2 separate regions of the Gossypium hirsutum genome follow, and region 2 is linked to region 1. Evidence: chromatin contacts called from public Hi-C data. All regions are on one chromosome and are shown on one strand. Each heading gives the region's core, a stretch centred on a gene start, on an enhancer-like site or on the middle of the called end of the contact. The rest is flanking DNA. Distances are from core to core; before and after follow the strand shown.

The links. A called contact is a pair of places that touch in the nucleus more often than the background predicts.
Region 2: a Hi-C map of leaf shows a contact between it and region 1, with 2.2 times the contacts expected there. The contact joins the promoter of LOC107913611 here to the promoter of LOC107913616 in region 1. A contact is called at or near these places in 7 of 34 Hi-C or Micro-C datasets (callus, hypocotyl, leaf and 1 more).

Annotation. Positions count from the first base shown.
Region 1 is chrD11:50,887,677-50,893,169 of Gossypium_hirsutum_v2.1, forward strand. It overlaps LOC107913616 (beta-glucuronosyltransferase GlcAT14B), which reads right to left and starts at 2,112. Exons shown (of 4, transcript XM_016842265.2): 1 at 1,456-2,112; 2 at 1,266-1,341; 3 at 1,055-1,170. The coding sequence starts at 1,945.
Region 2 is chrD11:51,052,780-51,058,272 of Gossypium_hirsutum_v2.1, forward strand. It overlaps LOC107913611 (cation/calcium exchanger 1), which reads right to left and starts at 3,464. Exons shown (of 1, transcript XM_016842262.2): 1 at 1,017-3,464. The coding sequence starts at 2,923. The coding sequence ends at 1,124.

The DNA of each region.
Region 1 (5,493 bases), core at 862-3,361:
TTAACCACTAAAAAAGTTAACATTGCTATATTTGGTTATCAAAATATATAACTTTGGTCAAATATAAGTACCACATTGAACAAAAAAATAACATAGGTACTATATTAAAAAAATGTCAAACTCGAGTACCAAATTATATATTAAACATATAATTTTCAATAAATTTATCAACTTTATTTATATATTCACAACATTAATAATTTTTTGGTTTTAAGAAAAATCATTAAGATTTTTATTTATATTGAAAATAAAAGGCAATGACTGACTGGATGTACATATAATTTTGGTCCTACTGATTGAAAAATATGTTAAGACTAAAAGGCAAACTTCCCTTTAATCCCTTATAACATCAAATCTCAAAAAGAGAGAGATTGTAAATGTTAGAATCCAAGTCTCAAATATGTTTAATATCACTTTGTAAGAGTCATTGCATGAATCAGGTACATGTGCAATTTGAGAATTCCCATATAAAAAAGGTTCAGATTTTCATTTGTTTATCCAGAATTATTGGAGTTTTCAACCAAGTAACAAGTTGACCTCACTTATTCCAACTAATTAGGGGTAGGGCCTTCGTCTATATTTGAAGCAAAATACTTGAACTACAAAAAGATTAACAAGTCCAAGTTAAGGAAACCCTTAAAACTGGAGTGTACCCACATCATAAAAGAAAAAAGATAATTTTAGGAGTTTTGGAACTAGGACCTTGAGCTTTCAGGATTTATATTTTAAGCAAATAAGTAAATGATCATTTTGTCGGCAGTGGGTTATCTGAAAACAATCACAGACCAAAAGGCAATAAACAAAAAACGATTCAAAATATGCCCAAAACACAGGGACCCACTTTTACAAAACCCCAAAAATCTTTTAATGTATTCGGATGCATGAACCGTGTGCGTGAACTATGGTACTTTTCAATGTAATGTCTCTTCACTTTGTTCAGGACCTCACACTATGGTAGAGATCTAGTGAATTATCTTTTAGATGAATTTGAAAGGCAAACTACGGAAGGGGGAGGACAAAATGGAGAAATAATCAAGGAGTATGGGGGAAAAACCTGTATAAAGCTTGAAAGCCGTTGGTAGTGTCCTTTGTTTGATAACCCACCAGATTTCTGACTTGTTCCTGCTGTAAAGCCCCGGATCTATTATTATGGGTTTCCCTCTCTTATTCCTGCAGTATTTTTATCATAAGATTCATATTGAAATCTAAAGTTTTATTTTTTTTTTAAAAAAGGGCAAAACAAGATTGAAACAACAATTTCTTACAGTTTCCAGCCCAGCTGACTGCTATGTTGAATGAAATTGAGATCTTTTGGCAAACCAGAAAAGGCATGAATCAGATCTGAAAAAACCCACCAACATAAATGAAGTCATAACTCCATTAATGCAATTATACAAACAGATGGAAAACAAAAAAAGAAAAAAAAAAGAAAAGAAACAAGGCCACTCACCATACCATCTTGAGTTACTAAAGGATAATCGGAAGCACTGAGGTTAATAAACCAATCCCATTTGCAGCATCTCAAAAGCATTGACATAGCATGAAGAGTAGTAGCAAGCATAGTTGGACCTCTATAAGTAACCAAGTTGGGTTTCCCAACAATATAAACATTACCAACCAAGCTAAAGACTGGGTGATTGGATACAAACTCTGCAATTTGCTTGTGCTCCGAGGCAGGCGCCTCGTAATCCAGATGGATCAGATACTGATTTCCAGGGTGATACAGAGCATGTAGGGTACGTTTTAGCTTGATTATATCCCCTTTGGATGCTGAGATTAAGTAGGCAAACGTAACTGGGTATGTCCTGTTGGATGGGTGTACAATGTTTAAGGTTGCCATAGGATTGAACCTTGTAATGGGGATGCTTAGTTTAGTGGGGAGGTACAAAACAGACAACAGAATAGTGGTAAACATGAAGGAAACCATGAAAACTTTGATCCCCATCTTAGTTTAGAAACTAAAAAGTGAGAGACAGTTGGGAAGAACAAAAAAGAACTGGGTAGTTTTAAATGGTTTATATTAATGTTAGGGATGGCATATGTGAAAGATTGGGGAGAACCATGTAAAAAGGTTAAGTGGAAGTGTGTATTAAATTATTGCAGGGGTTGCTTACTTTGAAGTGAAGGCCTCCACCTGTCCCTGCAATCAAAACTATTAATTAGGTAATGTAATTACTACTTTGCCTATGGTTTCACGTGGGCAGAATTACGTTTGAATAGGATATTTGTGGAATTTGGGGGGAAATCCCCATGATAAGTAGTCAACATCCTTACTCCTTACGAAATACAAAAAAACAACCAAACCTTAAAAAGCATTCTAAATATTCTTGAGGAAGCTTTATCTTCTTTACTTTCATATTTCTTTAATCTCCACTTTAGTTTAACACTTAGTATGTTTGAGTACCATAATAGAATAGTCTTGTAATTAGATAGAGTTATAATAGAATAAAGTTATAATAGAATAGAGCTATAATCAGTAATTTTATTGTTTAGTTGAATGGAATGAAATAGAGTTTTAATAGTATTCTTGTGTTTGGTTGAATAGAATAGATGTTGTAATATATTAGAAAAAAGACTTAAATAACCAAAGTACCCTTAACAAAATTTTTTAGTTAGATGATTATTGTTATTAAATTTTAATAAAATTATTATTAAATACAATTTAATAACATTCTTAATATAATCATTATATGAATTAAAAAATCATAATATATAATATTATAAAAATAATATATAACCTACTTTATTATTTTTAAACTACAATACATATTTAATGTGCTAAAATATTATCAGTGAAACAAATAATTTAATTATTCTACAATAAAAAAATAAAATATTAGAAGTAATAAATAGCTTGAGAATTATATTTCACATCCAAACATAATATTCATATATTAACAAAAAGTTACATGATTTCATTAGCTTATATGTCATAATCCATATGCTAAATTTTACAACATAAAAAAGTTACAACATCGTAATGACACTCTATCATGTTATTATACCACCCAAATATTACAAACACAAAAAGTTACCAAAATATCATCAACACAACCATGATTTTTAATGGTCAGCAAGAAATCTTCTGATCCATTCCAATCGCACCGAAGAAGGTAAACTAAAAAAAATGAGCATTTACATTGGATGGTCTAGAATTTTGCTCAACGCACGATAGCACTCATCCTCAGTTAAACCTTCTACTTCACATGAGGTTGGATATAATTTTAGAGCACTTTCTTGAATGGTCATTTCTGACTTTTGCTGAATTAGAACTTCGGAGGCAATACTCCCACTTATTTCAAGGCCAACGGTCCGTATGTTTTCCGCCAATAAAGTTGCAGTATTAGTAAATGAAGTAGAAGAAATATGATCACTTGCATCAGAATTTTTTTTTCTTCTTTGAAAAATGTGGAATCACCTTGGTTTCTAGGTGGTTGCAGTTGTGTAGCTGAAAGATCCATGTCATCCAAAGAAACATCAACTTCGCATCCATGGAAATTGTTTCTTTTTTCATGAGTATTTGTAGTAGCTACATCATCAATATCTATTTCTTCAATAATATCAGTGGCTATTTGAGCATCTTTCCCAGTGGCTCGATCTTTTACGTAGATGGTAGTAAGTTGGTCATAATAAGGGAAATTACGATGTTTGAATTGACCGGCTTCTTTATAACTCTATAAAAAATGAGGAATCCATATTAGATATAGGTTTGGTCAAAACAAGATAATAAATACTTGAAATAATTCTTACATTTATATATGAGTTCCACACAGCATCTTCAGTAACAACAAGTTGCCTATGCTCGTCCCAACCAAAGCCGCTATTGTTTTTTCCACTAAACATGTCATAAACGATTGTCCAATCCCTTTTCAATGTCTTAATCCTCGATTCAAGATTAGGTTTAGCCTTCAACATAGCATGGGGTAAAACTTTTTCTAACATTTTTTCCAGCTCATTTAAATAATCGGCTTTGAATCCCGTATCTACACTAAAGGTTCTAACATTGTGCAAGTCGACCATACAAGCACCCAACGCAACATCTTCTTTTGGAATCCATTTCCTTTTGGTTCCTCGAGAATTTTGGGAAGAAACACTTGATTGTGAAAAACCTAACATAACTATTTTAAGAAAAAATCCAAATTAAAATTAAGTTCAATATTATGAATCAAAAGGTTGACACTTTATAAAATTATAACACATGATGAATCAAAAGAAGATAAATTATAATTCAACAAGTCCTAGTACAGTACAAAAAACAATTCAAAAACTACCAAAGTTTCATAAACTAGATACATGAAATAACATAAACAAATTAACATTTACTATTTTTACCCTAAACCTAACTAATTTCTAGATGCTTGCCATTCATCGAACATTTGATTGGCTAGTTCCATCCTCCAAGTAGCCCATGCATCCGATGGATGAATATTTATGATATTCGGTTCATCGTCATCTATTACATTACTAGGTAATCTTTCTCCCAACTCTGCTTCAATAGGATAAATACTCATATAGGTTCGAATAAAATTATGGAGCAAACAACATGCAATAATGATTCTAATGTGCACCCTCACAGGATAGAATGATGGACTCCTAAGTATTCCCCATCTAAGTTTTAATAACCCAAAGCATCTTTCAATAACATTACGCGTTGAAACATATTTCATATTGAAAAATTCTTTCGGAGTACTTGGCTGGTAACCCTAACGCCACTCATTCAAATGATACAAGAAATCTCTCACAGTTTGTGTATCCAACATAAACTAGATAATAACAACTTATAAAAAAACTATTTCTCATGGTTAATTTCACAAAAAAATATTATCTTAAAAATTAATTCAAATTCATCTAATTTTACACTTTACCATGATGAATTTTTAGTCCATGTCTCCTACTAATTGCATCTCGAAGAACCCATACATCAGCAACAGAACATTCCTAACCAGGAAGAACATAAACAAAATGCATACCTAGTGTACAAACACCTAGCATATTTGTTGCTATATCACCTTTTTGCATTCGATATCTAGGTTTATCAATTATTGGAACCCTAATCTTGATGTGGGTTCCATCTAAAGCACCTAAAAAATTCTATATCACATGTATAAAACCTCGGGTTAGGATACTATATTTAAATCTAAATCAACTAAATTATGTACGAGCTATATATGGAACTCACTCCAATACCTTGAACCATTTCCACCTTGGGTCTATAGAATTAGTTGTAATTGGCTCTGCCTTTTTAAATAACACATCTTGTAAGCGTATCACAGTATTTAAAACATTGTGAAATGATCTGCTGACGGTTTCCCGAACCTATTAAAGTGATGCTTGATAACTCAATTTTTAAGGTGATGAGAAATAATATGTAAAAACATTGCCACTTGCTCATCAATAAGCATATTCCTTGATGACTTCAATCCCCTTAAAGTTTTGAACATCTCATATAGTTAAAAAAAAGTAATTTTATTCATCCTAATTTGTTCAATACAG
Region 2 (5,493 bases), core at 2,214-4,713, 170 kb after region 1:
CCTAAAAAATTTTTCTGGCTTCGCCCTTGGGTTGGTATAAAAATAAATCCGGAAATTTTATGTTAGGGAGAGATAAAAAAGAACAAAATTAAAAAATTTTAAGGTGTCAAAATAAATTTGGAAAAAAAATATTTGATACATTACCCGTTAAGTTTTTAGACTCCACAAGTAGAGGTAGGGGGTTGACAAGTGTCCTATAGGAATACGGTAAAATATTAAAAAATTATAATAAAAAAAACACATGTCTTGGAGTATACCACCAGTATACCAAATACTCGCGCAATAATTTTTTGAAGTATTTTTATGCTAAAAAATTATTGAATGACAAAAAGATTTAAATGAATTACTAGGTTGGAGAAGCCACAAGTTTGAGGCCGATTGTGCGGCTCCTTTTAAATTTATCTTTAGTTTTAGAAGATGATATCCAATAAACTCCAAATTCTCAACATTTGCCATCCCCGGTTTCTTTTCAAATTACAACCCATACATGTAAGTAATATATAATTGAAAGTGTGATAATGAAATTGAAGACTACAAATCGTGTGAAGCCTTACCTGTTGATTGAAATTTCTAATTAAGATCGTATCCAAATCACGATTTTTTATGCTTACATTTGAGACTAGAATCAAAGAAGAAAAGTAAGACTACAAATATATCCTGAAGAATCCATTGCCAAAAACAACACGATGAATGAAAATGTTTTTATAAAAGGACCAGTTTATCTAATCTCGATTAAATTTCCTATCAGATTAATAGCAATTATGTGTGGACTAAATCAATCACATGATATGGTAGTTGCTCTCTTGTTTTGAAACTAAACAAGGAAAAAAGACGAACAAGAGAACTTCATATGAAACCAGCTTTGCTTAAGCAAAAAAAAAAAAAAAAACAAGTGACAATGACAAAGAAAGGATAAATAATTTCTTCTTATCTCATCCTTTAATTTTCATTTTAAAGTTCAAAACCACCCTTTTGCAATCGATGGATCCTGAATTTTCTGGCTGAAAATAAGAAAGTGAAATGGAAAAGCAGCTTTGATTTTTGATTCATAGTATACATAATGATTGCCATATATTTGTGTATATATATATATTAGTTTACTGCTATCTGTATCTATCAGAAATTACAATGAAGAAGACCACCATTTTAGGGTGTGAGGTGGGAAAGCCTCATAAAGTTTGAGTAAACCAAGAGCTCTGGCTAGTCTGAGAAAGAGAAAGCAAAAGTAAATGACTAAGAGACCACCCCCAAAGAACCTATCCAATCTCATATTTTTTCTTGGCAAAATTACCAGTGCCCAAAGCAAGCCTGCCATTAGAAATCCTAGTGTTTCATAAAGAGAAGGGTCCCTAGGAATTTCAAATGAAGAAGGGTATTGAGACCATGATGACCAAACAAATGATACCCCCAGACCCACCAATGTGTTAAACATGGGCCCAGCATAGCACCCAGAGATTGCAGTTTGAACTCCATCTGCCCCACCATTAATTGCCATTGCTGAATTAGATATTAAGTCTCCAAGTGAATTTCCCCAAGCAAGGACAGTGAGCCCCAGAACTGAAGGACTTATCCCCAAGATATTCCCAAAAGAAACCAATAAAGATACTAGTTCCTCAGCTGTAAAATACGTCCAGGTCACACTCATTAGAAATCCTCCAATAAGCCATGGTAATTGGCACCTCTTTGGTGGGCTAGACTTCTTGGTGGTCACAAAGGCAAGGTTCCCCAGCACCATTCCAACCAATCCTGCAATCATATAGGTCACCAAACTGGTTTTGGAACCCATGGTTTTTTCCCTTTGAGAATTGCATAGTTCGGCCAACATTAATGGTGCTAATGTCACTGAAATGACTGCATATGGCTTGGACCATCTCTCCTCATCGACAATTGGAACGGTCAATCTCCTTGGCAAGTATAAAGGTAACTCCAAAAGATCCAGAAACTTACCGAAGTAGTAAAAACTTGGTGAATCAAAGTTGAAAAACTTTGTGGTTTCGTCTTGGTTTTCATGAGCTCCTTTATCCACCATGAAAGATTTTTCATCACTTGCATAACCAAGTAACGGTATACCAACCTCTCCAATATTATCATTGCTGTTTGAAACAGAAGAAACTGGTACGGATTCCATGTTCCTTTCCTTCTTTTTGTTGAAGAAATGTGATGCAGAAACAGCACAAACATACAGGAAGTAGATGGAGAGGAAAGAAATAGCTCCCCACAAAGTGATTTCACCAATAAAAATGATGAACACGAGGGTAGAAAGTGCTAAAAGGAAGAAGAGGATGTCTCTAATGAAGCTCGGCTCATCGATCGGAATCCGATGATGGCTAATTGTTATGCTAATAACCCCAACAACAGCACTAGACACAAAGAAGGCACCACCCAAGACACTATTTAGGCCAACACCTGCATTTCCAGATCTCGTGAAGGAAACAATACTGGCAAAAACATCAGAAGCACCGTTGCCAAGTGAAAGGAGGGTGACTCCAGCAATGGCAGGGGAAAGCCTCAGGATTTTAGACAAACTCTCCAAGGAAGTGCAAAAGTACTTTGCAGCAGTATCACCCAATAAGTAGAACAAAACAAAAAGCCAAATAAAGAGTACAAGATGGCCAAGGATCGGAAATCTGCCACAAGTGCAATAAAAAATCTGGAGATAGTTTATGTATCCCTTAGGCCTGCACCCGATTTCAGACCTAACATACAAGCACTTATGCTTATAATCAGTGAAGTCATGGAGACTGGCGCAGCTATCATTGTTGCTTCCATGGGGGATCAAAGAGTGGCTATTAATGATGGGAATTTGCTCATTATTCGATTGACCAAGAAAATCATAAGTTATGATAAAGAAGAAGAGGAGGAAAACAAAGGATACATTAAGTAAAAGAGGGAGCTTCTTAACCAGAAACAATGAAGTTGCCATTCACAGGTGATAGAACAAGAAGCTTTGCAAGAAATGATGTTAAGGGTGTGGATGTTGAGATGTGGAGTTCATGGTTACTGAAGGTTCATTCTTGGTGGGTAAGTGATGGGTTTTCTTTCAAGCTGTGTTATATGGAGAGGTGGGGGATATTATCCAAGAAGCAAGTTTTGTTCAAAGTAATAAGACTAACAGTGAATAATGAATACAACTGTTGCATTTACTCAACAAATAGCATATTAAAATGTACCAGTCAAGGCTTAAATCATATCATTTTCCAGCAGCAAAGCAAAATCCAAAACACACATAAATCTGGATTTTAGCTTGGGCTTTTTACATAAGTGTTTTAAACCGTCCAAATCTACACCATTCAAGTAATGTTTGAAAGATGAGAAAGTGGGAGAAGATATGTCTATTTTTTCTGTTCATTGTTTCAGGTCCATCAAGAGAACATGTAAATAAAACTAGTGAAGTCTCGGTGGATTTCTGTATGTTTGTTTTAATATATATTCTGGAAAGGCAAACCTTTAATGGCTTGCTTATTGATTACGAAGTTGGAACCATTTTATGGCTTGTACCTCTAATGTAATATGTACGATGGCAAGGAAATTTCCTAATGCCAAAGCTTCAAAAGGAAGTAAAAAAAGTGAATAAACCAATTAAATATCTTAAAATTACAACATTTGAATCCATGAAAACTTAATACAAAGACTTGGAAGTTTTGATTGCGTTGATTCATCCGAATTGGTATACCAACCCTTGCGTGTGCTACAAGTATTTGGTTTAACAAATATGGGATTTTCATGGGATTCATGAAATTTGTAAAAAGAGAACACATCTGCTGGAACGATATTAGCAATTAACATGGGCTAATGGAACAGAAGCTTGGGTAGTACTTGAAATTTTATTCCCGGGTCTCTTTCACAAGTGAGCTTCATAGATTTTCATTTTCTTTTCCCACTTTCTTTTTTCTATTCTATTTAACATGTAAAAATAAAATATTGTATATATGATCTATAATTTATAATACATCAGGGTGAGCAACTGAATCCCTAATTACCTTTTAAAGTTAACACTTTTATTATCTTGATATACCTTTAAACCTCGAACACATATCATCATAATGAATCATCGAAACCAGCCTCCCTACTCATCATTGTGGGGGTGAAGTCAAAAAAATTGTGGGACCAGAATTAAATTGTATATTTTTAAGATAGTAAAAATGTAATTTTACTATTTTAATAGTCTATATTTTTATAATTTTAAAAGGATTAAATCATTTTTTATCATTTTGGGGGACAAAGTGTAATTTTACCATTACTAATTTAAAATTTTATAAACTATAAAGGGCCTAAATATAAAATTTTTCATTTTAGGGCTAGTAAGGGTCTGATTCACCACTACATCATTGGGTCCCCCTCACCCAAACATTTTCCCAAGTCATACCACTTGCTCTTTCCACCTAACCCTCCCCATGTTCTTAGTTAAGAACTTGGACCGCTCGTTCCTCCTCGAAGGTGGACAAGATGACAAGTCCACCCGCCTAACAAACTACCTCATTAGACACTTGCTTTTTAGGTATGAATGCTTCTAAGTGTGAACACACATCTAACAACAAATGGGCCCTGTTAGAGAACAATAACAACCTCGTGCTGTCTAGAACCACTATGTTCGCACGTACACTATGTCAGTACATCCGATGTAACATCCTGCCAATTACACTACAAGATAAAAGGATTTCTCTTATAAATACTTTCCCAACGATGAAGAAATGATCGACCTTTTAAGCCTTGAATATACTTCGAGCAATCACTCTCTTCCAACAACCAATTTGTCATTTTGTCCATTTTTTACTTTTCGACTCTTTAGTCGGTTTCCTTAACACCACCACATACTACTCTTTACATCTTTTCTTGTTGTACATTGTATCAACGTATCTAAAAATGTAAATTCATTATTTTGATTAAAACTATTAAAAATAAATTTCCCATATTTAATATTGATTTACATTAAAATTGATAATAAGTTTTAAATATTAATTTCACTAATTTATTTTAATTTAAAGTTAATTAAACCTTTTTATTTAAGTTTGTGACTTTTATTTTTTTTAAATCAAATGAACAAAACATATAAAAGTAAATTTCATTATCTTAATTAAAACATATTAGGTTAACTTACAATTAAATCATTAAATTTCAAACTTTTAAATTGAAATTTTTAAATGAAATTTGTCTCCAGAAAGTTTTGAATATTTACCAATTTATGGATGAAATTATAGTAAATGGATGCATAATAGAAGATTTATATAATTTTAAATTTTTACATAAGCCATGGATATAAATAAATTTTTTTTCTCTATAACAATATTTCACTATAACAACCAAGTTTATTGTTGTAGAATTGATTTTTTATATTTTATTTTTATCCTCTATAATAACTTTTCATCTCTAACAACAACAACCATAAACTATAAAATACACCTTTTATTAAATTAATTCTTTATAACAACCACTTGTTTCAAATTTTAGTGAAGTTAATTTTATTCCCGAGTGCAATAAAAATAATAAAGTTTA